Regions from separate parts of the Gossypium arboreum genome. Here region 1 is linked to region 2. A link is a contact called in public Hi-C data. All regions are on one chromosome and are shown on one strand. Each heading gives the region's core, a stretch centred on a gene start, on an enhancer-like site or on the middle of the called end of the contact. The rest is flanking DNA. Distances are from core to core; before and after follow the strand shown.

Region 1 (6,049 bases), core at 879-3,378, 530 kb after region 2:
CCCCTAAACCATACAAATATACAACTGCATACATAACAATTACAAAAAGGCTTCAACCTTTACCAATTACACCAAGATATCATTAATTTACAATGTTTTTAGTTTTTATATTTTCATTTTAATTGATTTAAACTTTTAGCATGTTTCAATTTTGTACCCAAAAGTTATTAACGTTTTTATTATTTTTGCTTTTAGATTTTGGTTTATTTTATAAAAAAATAAATTGAAATGTTAGTTTTATTGGATTAAATGAAATGATAAAATTATTTCAGTTTCATTAATTTGTTCATAACAAAATTGGGTTTAGTTTAATTAACCCTAATATTTTTATAATTTCAGATTGTTCCATTAATGGAAATTGGATGGGATTATTAATTAATCCAACCAAACACCCAGAAGCAATAATTCAAGTTAGGGCTTTAAACCTATTATTTGCATTTTTTAGTTAATTGTATGAACTACGTTAACCTTCAAATTTATTATCCATCATGTGTTAAACATATTACATTTTTATCTTTTTATATTTTGCTTTCATCATATAAATTCCTTGTTCACATTCTCTTCCATGATTGCTCCATTCTACAACATATATATATATATATATATATATATATATATATATATATATAGGTCCTTAAATCCAAGCTAAAGTCTTCAAACCAAATAGATGCTGAATCAAATCACCAGTTTCCTTTCCATGTCTGATTCAACTTTCCTAGTAAAATGGAGAAGAAAATGTGCCAAACACCTCCTCTCAGTTCCCAACTTTGTGGTGTTTTCATATCTTGATTTTCTTGATTCTGTTTTCTGTGTCATATACAAACATCTTGACTTGTTATTTGAAGGGAAGGCCTCTCCATGTTACTGCACAACCAAAAAGATTGATATCAATGGCCAATTGTCTGATGATAATGAGATATCAGAGACTTTGCAATACGGGAAAAGAAAGAAATTGAAGGAATTGGTTGTTTTACTTCGATTTGTGGAAGATTTGTTGAACAAAAGCAAAGGCTTTGAAGCTATAAATAGTTCGAAGAATCGCAAAAATGGTGATTTTTATAGGGTTGGAAATAGGTGGTCTGATTGTGGGTGTGATTCTTGCATCTCTTGGATGAAGACGGATGATCCCAAGCTTCATGTTGAGGTGAACAAGGCTTCTTCACAAGGTTTGTAATTGATTCATGTTGCTTTAGTTTGATTGATTTTTTAAGAGGGATTGGTTCCTCGTGAAGAAGTCTTTTAACATATTATTTTTAAATATGCCGACTTAATCCCTCAATAATAGAAGGTATTGTCCTCCGAAGGAGGATTTCATCCTCTCTTCCTCACATACGGAGAGACGTATACAATTCATAAAGGGGACACCTCAACCGTACATAAACATACAGTCACCCACTAATAAGTATCGTGAGCATCTTATCCTTGGTGGGGTTTAAACCCTTAACCTATGGAAATAGGTTAATAGGTTGTAAAGTCATGTGTGATTGAAGCACTCTTGGGTCTATGAAAGACAGTTGCTCATAGTCCATTAACTCTTGACAAATTATGAAAGACAATATCTTCTATTATTAAGGGATGAGTCAATATCCCATAAAGCTACATTTTCAAGATTTCTTCCGAAGAAAACAATCTCCCATCAACAATTTTAAAAATTAACAACTACTTTTGTTTTAATTTTGACAGCCATTGGAAATCCAAATCGAACTGAAAACGTGATATTCATACATGGGATACTAAGTTCTTCATCGTTTTGGACAAAAACACTTTTTCCAAAGCTGTCAGAATCAAAGAAGATAAAAGAGTACCAGATGTATGCAGTAGATATTTTGGGACATGGAAAAAGTCCAAAGCCAAGAGACAGTTTATACACATTAAAAGAGCACGTGGAATGGATTGAGAAATCATTAGTCTCTGAATATAAGTTAAGTTCATTTCATGTGGTTGCTCACTCGATGGGCTGTATTATTGGATTAGCCTTAGCTGCAAAGCACTCCACTTCCCTCAAATCTATCACCCTTGTTGCCCCTGTAAGTATATATATATTGTTTCAAATTTTTTTTAAATTTATCAATGCCTTTTTTTTAATATTAAAATTGAATGGTTTCAGCCATACTTTCCATCAAAGGAAGGAGTAGAAATGAGGGCAATGAAATGGCTAACACCTAAAAGATTGTGGCCGCCGACGGCCTTTATTTGGTCGATAATGGTGTGGTATGAACACTTGAGTCGATGTGTCTGCTTATTAGTGTGCCGAAATCATAGGTTTTGGGAAGCACTTATTAAACGCCTCACCTCATCAAGGTAGTCAAAATCAATTTTAACCATGTCTTTCATTAAACAATAATAATCGATGGATGAAAATTAACAATTGAATTTATATTATAAAATTATTTAATGTATTAGTAAAATTAATTACAAAATATATTCATTTTTTCTTAATTATAAATCTTGATTTTTGAAATTCTTTATTTTATAATTTTAATCTTATATTAAATAAAATATTTTCAAAAATGATTTTAATATATTAAAAAAGAATATATAATCTTAAAAATGTTTTAACAATCATATGATATTGGTATTATTTTTTCGTATTACAACGGATGTCTTATTTGGTGAGTATTCAGGGATGTGAACTTTCTGGTTATGGACTTGACAAAGCATATCCATCATTCAGGGTGGCATACTACACATAACGTGCTATACAGAGGAGTAAAAGAAATGGATAAAAACCTGGAAACATTGATGAAATTAAAGAAAAGAGTGCATGTTATTGTGGGCAGCAGGGACAAAACCATTCCACCAGATTTTAGGCACAACATCAAGACCAAATTCCCTGATGTGGAGCTTCACAACATCCCAAATGCTGGCCACGGCTCTATCATCCTCACCAGAGAGACTGATTTTGCTCACAATTTGTTCCATATCTGGGAAAATACTGCATCTCACCACCACCATAATGCCCATACCGAGGGTGAATAAGAAAATACTGCATCTCACCACCACCATCATGCCCATACTGAGGGTGAATAAAATATTTATTTTCAAGAAGCCCTCAAGGGGAACTTATTTATAGAAATAAAACATGGTTTTCACAAAAAAATGTAAAGCTTAATTGAACTACTTCATGTTACTATCTTTATAACATGGTATCCATCAAACTTAAAGTTCATTTGAAGTTCCTCCTCAATCTCATGTTGTGGTCTCTTTGTTGAAGAAATTTTATAATAATAGCAATAGTTTGAAGGGGGAAAAATGAAAAATAATATTATCTTTATACATTTTTATTTTACTACAACCAGTCTTTCAATATAAATAGAAAATGATCTTTCTTTTTTGCGTCTTTTTGGGTAAAGAATTGGGCTGAAGGCTAGATTCTCAGGTTGATAACTAGGCTTCCTATAAAGTATATGTAAGCCAGGGGCTCTCAAAATTTTGGCACTAAGATGCTCCCCAATGCTTAAATCAGCATGTGTGTATCATACTGGAGGAAAGTAAGGAGATAAGTTTACAGAGTCACGGAATAAAGTGAAGAAGATGAAGAGAGGAAGAAGATACTCGGTATTATACATAAGCTTTGGTTTACCCCTTGCATGTTGATGTGTCTGGAATATGGCCATTTTGTTCCTTGTGGCTTGGGCAGTGTCAGGGTCCTTTTTGATAGGGTATGTTGGAAGCCGAAAGCTACTTTTCTCTTTATGTGGCATGTTCTTTAGTTGCTAGCTAATGCTTAATAAAGCTTGGGCCTTATGAGCCACATGTTTCTTTGGGCTTTAGCCTAAGTCAGCCAAACTTGTTCAAGCTAGTATAACAATTCTCCCTCTTTAGATCTGAAGTGAGCTATAAACCGACATGTTGAAGACCTGTGCAGAGTAAGATTTGTTGGAGTTTTGTTACAGAAGTTGGATTCAAGCTAGTACGCTTAATGGATGCATTGGAGAACAAGAATACCACATTCAAAAGGATATAGGTGAACAAGAATCAAAAGGCTTTGTAGCAAGATATGCAGGTGTGCGAATTATTGATGTTTAATGTCTCCGAGTAGGGTAATGATCCTTGGTGTTGTGTTGCTTTGAATGGGTCTTATCTCTGAGCAGGTCTGAGAGAACTCGACAGGTTATCAAAATTCTTGAGAGTTTAGATGAAAAGTGTTGAAGCGATCTGCGAAGAAGGATAGGATAATTACGAATTGAGGAAGAACATCGAGTGTTGAAATGGAAAACAATAAGTGGAAGTGATGCGATCATAGATTGATGCCGAGGAATCGCTGTTGGACGAAGGCATCGAAAATGTTCGAAGGAAAGTACTGAGAGCTGAAGCGGAATAGACTTTGGAGCTTGATAAACCTTTTGGTTTCATAGCTTGTTGGTCAGATGAGGAGGTGATTTTTGTGTTAATGCGGATCATTGAGAGGGATGACAAAGACATCTGTGAAATTTTACGCTTGATTTCTCTTGTATTTGGAGCTTGGGCTGTTTTTTTTTTTTTTTTCCATGTAGCTTTTGTGTTTTTTATTTGTATAATTTGTATGAGAATTGTTGTGGCCATGGGATTGAAAAATGAAATAGTTTTTCTTGAATGGAGGGTTCAATGGGGATTAGGGAGAAAGTGCCTTGGATTTGTATGTTTTGAGGGAGTTTATGGTTTATCATTTCAGGTTTTCTCGCGGCAATTGATACAATGGATGGGGCCGCGATAGTTGGTATTGATCAATCTTTTCGAGGTTGCGAAGTTTTTTCTTTGCTGGTTAGAAGTTTGTGCATTTAATTTTGGCACCTTTAAGGAGCCTTTTTACATTATTTTTTTTTTGGTGTTTGTTGGTCTGTGTTCCCCCAGTGTTCTTGGTGTTTCTTTCCATTGATTTTTCTTGGCATGTTTCTTGGCTTTCTAAGGCAACTTTAGTTGGTGCTTGGTGGCTCAAAGATGGTGTCTTCTTTCCATTGATATTTTTTGGCATGTTTCTTGGCTTTCTAAAGAAGCTTTAGTTGGTGCTTTAGTGGCTCAAAGATGATGTCTTCGTAGGAGCTTACTACTATTCTATTTTTTCTTTTAGATGTGTTTTTATAGTTCAAACTTGTATTTTTCTTTTCTTTTATTCAGATGTTAATTTCGGTTTGCTTCTTGTTCCATGTTCTACTAACCTTACTTTAAACAACCCTTTTCTCACACCTACTCAGCTTTCCCACTCTAGTTTCAATTTCACTTGTCAAAACTCTATAAATTCTAGGTTGAGAATGATTAAATGGATGGGGGAATAGAGCTTAAGAGGTTCTTTAAACGAAGATTTTAAAAAAATCTTAAGGCTGGTAATGGAAAATTTAAAAGAAAAATGGGGAAAATGGAAAGGAAAAGAAGAGGAAGAAGAGTAATAACCAAGAGGGTTGTTGGCTGCCTGAGAAAGAAAGAAAAAAAAATGAAGGGCTGACGAGCATTTAACCATTTAAAAATATCAATAAATGGGCTCAAGGCCCATACCCACTATTCAATTTGAAGCTCATTTCAATAATACGAATTTCTAACAATTCAAAATAATATCAAATATCATATTTGAATGATATTTTCATCGTAAAAATCTTAAGAATTGATCAAATTATCCTTTTATAGTAAAATTTTTCTTTTGCCTTTTAGTGATTTTTCTCAAAATTTGATACTTAAATCAAATTAAGTTCATCATTCATTATAAATATTTATTATAACTCTATGAGTAAAGAAAATTATATTTTGTCTCTTTTCATGATAAAAATAGAAAAATTACATTTTAGTCCCTATTCTATTCAATTTTTCTAATTTAGTCCAAAAATTATTTTCATCACATTAAATCACATTCGGATCCATTTCATGTCAAATAATCCATAATAATTAATATTTTTTCATTTTGGATAATTTTGCACATTAGTCCCATACTTTTCAAAATTTTCAATTTAGTCTTTTTTGTCACATTTTCAATTCTTTTCACATGTTCTCATCTCTAATATCAAATTCCTTTTATAAAATTTCTTATCTAAGTCATTCCATAAATTTTCTCGATATTCAAACTTAGAATTATGCTACG
Region 2 (6,557 bases), core at 507-3,006:
TACTTGCTGTTGGTAGCTTCATAATTTCTTGAAAAGTTTGCGAATTTAACTGGGCAGAGCTTTCTTCGATAGCCCCCCAACATCCTTTTCAGGAGTTAAAATGCTAAAGTTATTTTGGAGGTCTGTAGAAGCAAGATTGAAAGATGTATTAATGTTGGGTGGTAGTTCCTGTCTTGATTTTTCCAGCAAGTTTAACCTACGTAAGAAATTCACTTCTTTGCTATTAACTTCTTTGCTGGTTAGGTCTATTTCCTCCTTGTTTAAAGCCCTAGTTGCATCTTCTATTAGGCCTGGTCTGGTATTATTGATCTGTCTTTCATGAGACCCAGTAGCAGATTCTTTGGAGTGCCAAGTAGATTTATTACCAGTGCTGGCTTGGCCTTTTTTAATCCCATCATGCTCTGTCAGTATTATGAAAGTTTGGTGGTGGCCAAGGCTTTGTGGTGGGCTGCTTATGTTTGCTGCTTTGTCATAAATCAAAGGCCTTTGTGCTAAAATAGTTTTGTCTATTCGCACTTCTGTTTTGTTGCTGGGCCAAGAAGGGTATGCAGTTTGTATTCCTGATTTTCGCCCATCATTAGGGTGTGTAAAGTGGTCAGATTGAAATGAGCCAACATCTTTTTCTGAGCCCGGCTTTAGAGGGTCAGTATTACCTTGTTCATAGTCCATTCTGGTTTCCTCGCCGCGAGCTTTAGGGAGCCCACTATCATCTATATTTTCCAGAACCTGGAATCTAGAGTTTCTTGCTGTTTTGGTTGCGCCGTCGCCCTCATGTTTCCATCCTGTTCTTCTAGTTTTCTTTGCCTTCCTTTCAACAAGCATCCATGGACCATATAATTCTCTATTTGAGTTTTCTGCTTTGTTTTCCTCCAATGGATATCTTTGTCTCGTCTGATCTTCTGGGATATCCTCACCTATTCCTTCCAATCCCATCTCTTCTTTAGGGCAAATTTCTTTTGTGTAACCATAGTGCCCACACTGGAAGCAAACCATCGGAAGGTGCTCGTATTCTAATCGTTGTGTAACTCCATTAATAAGTGCCTGTGAAATCAAGGCCTTTCCTAGGTTAACAAATACTGCCATTCTCGCAAATCTCCCTCTTACTCCATTATCGGTGTTAAAATCTAATTTTTTCTACTTTTCCTATTGTTTCTCCGATTTCCCGCAAGATTTTTCGCTTGTACATGTGCCCAGGTAACCCAGGAAGACGAATCCAGGCCATAACTATATTAGGGTACGGTTGAGCAGGATTAAATTCCATAGTCCACGGTTGTTTTCTGGCAAAGTGAATAGACCTTATTCTGCAAAGCAGTATATCCTATATTCCTCCCCAACAATTTGATTACAACTGTAAGTTCCATGTGCTTAATGAGGATTTGATTGATTCGATCAGAAAATTTTATTGAGGGAATGCCATTGATTGTCGATCGCTCCACATCGTCCTTTGATAGCTTTAAGTCATCCTCCTATTCTGGTCCTTCCGCGTTCGATGGGTCCCCAATCGGATGGAGCCCTTAGCCCATCAATCGATCTTTCCATGAAAGAGTTTTCCCATTTTCTATTGTTGCTTCCATATCGACTTCCCAATTTTCATCGATATCCCGCATTCGAACTTTCTTTGTTGATCGATTCGCTGGTTCGCCTTCACCGCTTCCTTGGTTCTCCGATAAGTCCATTCTGAAAAGTTGCTTATTATTTTTACAATTATAAGTTCATTTTAATATACCATAACAATTATTTTTCTATCAAAAGCTATAAATGGTAAAATGACATTTTAATTTTTTGAACATATAAAATTTTCATCTTTTAAAATATTTTATTATATTAAAATTTAAATACATAAAATTATTAAAATATATTTAATATAAAGGATAAGTATAATTCAATAAATTTTAAAATAATAAAATCAATCACAATTTTTTCTCCAAAAACATGGTCAATTTATTAATCGGTCATTTATTTTATTTCAATTTCTTAGTAATTTGTTTGTACTTTCACCTTTCTTTTTCAGTAAATAAAATAAAATATTATTAGTATAATGTTTAAATTTAAAAATATATTATAATTTATTAATAGTGTTAATGGGAACAATTTAGATATAAATTCTAAGACATTAAACAAATTTAAAAAAGTTGTTGATCGAATAAAAAATTATCTTAATGGATAACTCAACATATTTATACATGGAATATTTTATGATAAAAGTAACATTAAAATAAATAAAACATTTTATCCAAATTTATCCTTCCTTGTTGTGCAACTAAGCATTAATTATTTAGCCCACTTCTTTTATTTTATTTTATGGTGGATGCATTGAATAGTCTTGAAACGTGCAAGCCTGTTCATTCCAGAAAATTATAAACAAAAGTAGTTTTGTTTTTTTCAAATAAAAGAAAATGAAAAAAGAAAAAAATAAAATCTGTTTTATATATAATCAGATTCCTTGACATTCGTTGGTGGATTAAATTTCTTTGTCATGAATATTTCACATATTAATTTATATTTTTGGACTTGGTGACTGCGTGTCTCCCAATGATTACAAATTATGTAATTTAACTTGTCAATTATTGATTAAACACAATTTCCCAATCCCAATCCCTTCTTTGTGTTACATATGATGCTAATTTATCATAATTTAACTATGGTTTTTTTGGAATATAATAAGGATTTATTTAGTAAAACAGTATGCTTAATTAGAAATTTACATGTAAGTGAAAGAACTAATAAAATTATAAACCGTGATGCATCAAATAATAAAATAGAACACACAACTGCTTATGTATATGATTGCTTCTCAAACCGTGTTGGATACTGGAAACATTGACCTTTGCACGTTTCAACTTCTATACATTCTATGAGGCCAATCACATGCCTACAATCTCTCCAACTATATATTCATATTCTGGAATGTGTTGTTCATACCCCAAAGAGCTTCAAGAAAAAACCGAGAGAAAGAAATGATGAGATTGAAGGTTACATTTGTTCTATTCCTTTTGATTCTTCCGCTTGCCTTGGCAAACCTTAGGGTTGGTTTTTACAGAAGAAGTTGTCCAAATGCCGAATCCATAGTTCGAGCAGCTGTCCGACGACGTTTAAGCCGTGATAAATCCATCACTGCAGCCTTGCTTCGCATGCATTTCCATGACTGTTTCGTTAGAGTAAGCTTTCTAGGAAATGGAGCACCATGGCATTAACCCTTTTTTGTAAATGACAAACTGGTTATAATGAGGTTCTACGTTTTTGTAGGGTTGTGACGCATCCATTCTCATAGACTCTAACAGCAAAAGTTCATCGGAGAAAGATGCCGGGCCAAACTTGACGGTGCGTGGATTCGAGCTCATCGATGAAGCGAAGAAAGCTCTAGAAGCCACTTGCCCTTCAAAAGTTTCATGTGCAGATATCATAACACTAGCGACCCGAGATGCTGTGTTTCTGTCGGGGGGACCCTTTTATTTTGTCCCAACAGGGAGGCGGGACAGTCTGGTCTCGGATCCTGACGAAGTGATGTTGCCAGGCCCTACATTGACTGTTTCAGAGGCTTTCCAAGCTTTCAGGGCTAAAAACATGAGCATGGATGATATGGTTACCCTTTTGGGAGCACATACAGTTGGTGTCGCGCATTGCAGTTTCTTCTTGGACAGGATTACAAGACCTGATCCTACAATGGATCGTGGTCTGGCTGCAAAGCTAAGGAGCATTTGTGGTGCAGCCAGTGGTACCAATCCTGACCCTACAGCATTTCTGGACCAGGCCACACCATTCGCCGTGGATAATCAGTTCTTCAAGCAGATAGGGTTGAAGAGAGGGGTAATGAAGATCGATCAAGAGTTAGCTAATGATCCATTGTCGAGACGTATCGTATCGGGTTTTGCGGCAAATGCGACTCTATTTAGAACTAGGTTTGCTCAGGCAATGGTGAAGATGGGAAATATCCAAGTTCTTGTTGGAAAGGCTGGGGAAATTAGGAAAAATTGCAGGGTTTTTAATCCCAGACGAAGGATCTGAGCCTTTTAAATTGTGTTTACAAAAAGCGAAGACGAAGTTGCTTGATTTCTTAAAGCTAGTTTTACTAAAAAATAAGCCGAGCTCCAAGAAAAGAGTAACATGAACATATACATAGCTTGGAAATATTCTGTTTGAAATCCATTGCCTTTGTAAGGGTTTTGTTTTGTGTTTAGCCTTCCATACCCATATTTACTTGCAACTTTCTTCTTCCCTTTCTTTGGGACAGATTGTAACACTTTGATTTCATTTTTTTGATTGTTTGAGTTACTTACATATCCTCATCACATTACTTATTACACCAAAATATAGTTTATTGTAAAACCCATTAATTATTTTTATAAAATTATAAATATTATTTTGGGAGTAATTTTAGTTTAATTTTTTTATATACTCTAACATCTCTCCATTTCAACATTAGACTCTAATTTAACATTTAATTTCCTTTTCAATTAAACTATGACAATCAACTCCTCTCATTGGACGAACCAGTAACTCCATTGTAATCATGAAGACTAATGATGTAGAGGAAAAAAAAAAAAAAAACTTTTTAAGAATTATAGCTGTGAGTTCTTTTGTCTACTAATTGATCCTTAGAAAATTACTGATAGAGAGATTTGGATGAGCATTTTCCCGAAATTGATTGCACCATCACATGCTTGGAAGTGAGATGAGAATCCTAGAAATATGAAGGTCAATAGGTAATTATTTCCTAGATTATTAGCTCAGTGTTTAAAATTTTATGAGCAGGACAGATGCTATGTTTAAAATTTACATTTAGCAATTTTATCATCAAAGCTAATCAAATGTAGTATAAATATTTAAAATTATATTAAGTCGTAATTCTTTTAACTCCATTTATAAAAGTTAAAATATTCCAATATTAGTATATGAAATATGATTTCTTAAACCTGGTAAACAAGGCCTTGAATTTTTCCCAAAAATCAATTAAATCCTTTTTTACATCTAATTGCACTTTTGAATAGTAAAAATACACCCAAGCACTTTTACCATTAAGATCTGACAATTCTATTTTTGGGATTATGTTTGTCACATGCTACAATTCTACCATATGACAAAAATTGATATTTTTCTTTATAAAAAATATAAAAATTAATGAAAATATAAAACTTATAATTTTTTTAAAATTATTGAAAATAATAAAAAGTTATAAATCATAAAAGTTATAAAAATTGTAAAAAATATAGAAAATTGTAAAATTAAATTACAAAAAATATAAAATAATAAATAATGATAAAATGATAAAACGTACAAAAAAATATAAAAATCTAGAAAATATAAAATATATATAAAATGTTTTTCCATTTTCCCGACAAAAAAAAATTTATATTAAAACTAAAATTTATAGAAAACTAAAAAACATAAAAAATTATCTGACCTAGAAAATTCCAAAAATACCCTAATTTGTTCACCACTACGACATGAAATGAATTTACACGAATTAAAAAACATGGTTTATTTCTCATGCTCCCAGGACAGTGAATGATGATGGCCAATAAATTGGAAAATGTTGACTTAATTCAGGCTAGAGCTACTTATGGATTGGACCACTAGTTTAGTCCCATAGATTAAAATAGAAAGGTTTAAATAAAAAGATAAAGTTTAAAAAATAAGTTTGGACAAAATTTAAGACCTATTTTTTATATGGATCAGACATGCCTTGACTAGAATTTTTTAGCTCAAATTTAACTTGAATTGGCCTGAATATATATAATGTTATAAAAATAAATATATTGTATATGCTAAATAGTAATCATACATTTATTTTAAATCACTAACATAAGAACAATTAAACCTATTACCCAAAAACTTACCAACTAAATAACCCAACTCAAAATATAAAATTTTAAAATTAATACTTAATATAATAAAACAAAAAATAAAACAAAATCTCAAACTTTGAATACTTTCTTAAGCTGTTGATACTACTAAAAAATGCTTTAACAGTGACAAATTTTTTCTGTCACTGTTTTTTGTCACTATTATAGCTTATTAGTGATCAATTATTGACAGATTAGTGGCTGAGATGAAATTTAGGACTCGATCATTCACTATGATAGAATTAGAGACAAACTTGAAACAGGCATGTGATAAAAATCATATTTCATCACAATTATCGTCTCAGGGTTGTAAAATTATTTTTCGATGATAAAAAAAAAGGTTTGTCACAAATATTAAATTTACAAATAGCGATGAATTTTTGTGACAAACATGTGACAGATTTGATAATTATTATATTTTCAAAAATTTAACATTGTGATTGTTAAAATAAATATGATAGGTTGAAAAATAATATTTAAAAATAAAAAAATCTATCATAATATAGATTAAGAAAATATGTTTAAATAAAAACATATCACATTATAATAAATAATAAAAACTCAATTTTTTTCCCACTCGTTCTACCCTAAAACTAAAAGGTAAAGCTAAAATGCTTCCTACAACACCTCTTTCCTCCAAAACAATCGAAATTCAACCTTCATCTTTCCTCTTCACAGTACTAGAACCGTAAGGTTCATTTCACGGTGTCTTCT

What was found. Hi-C and Micro-C count contacts between places; a contact is called where the count stands out from the background.
Region 1: a contact with region 2 is called in a Hi-C map of leaf, with 4 times the contacts expected there. The contact joins the promoter of LOC128284313 here to the promoter of LOC128283697 in region 2. A contact is called at or near these places in 2 of 5 Hi-C or Micro-C datasets (both in leaf).

The regions. Positions count from the first base shown.
Region 1 is chr11:105,258,225-105,264,273 of ASM2569848v2, forward strand. LOC128284313 (probable lysophospholipase BODYGUARD 5) reads left to right here and starts at 2,129. Exons shown (of 2, transcript XM_053022294.1): 1 at 2,129-2,301; 2 at 2,625-3,169. The coding sequence starts at 2,138. The coding sequence ends at 2,979. It overlaps LOC108466021 (probable lysophospholipase BODYGUARD 4), which reads left to right and starts at 635. Exons shown (of 2, transcript XM_053021337.1): 1 at 635-1,166; 2 at 1,684-2,135. The coding sequence starts at 668. The coding sequence ends at 2,135.
Region 2 is chr11:104,730,170-104,736,726 of ASM2569848v2, forward strand. It overlaps LOC128283697, which reads right to left and starts at 1,757. Exons shown (of 2, transcript XM_053021087.1): 1 at 1-1,757. The coding sequence starts at 1,083. The coding sequence ends at 46. LOC108473031 (peroxidase 44-like) reads left to right here and starts at 2,927. Exons shown (of 2, transcript XM_017774598.2): 1 at 2,927-3,158; 2 at 3,247-4,282. The coding sequence starts at 2,958. The coding sequence ends at 4,005.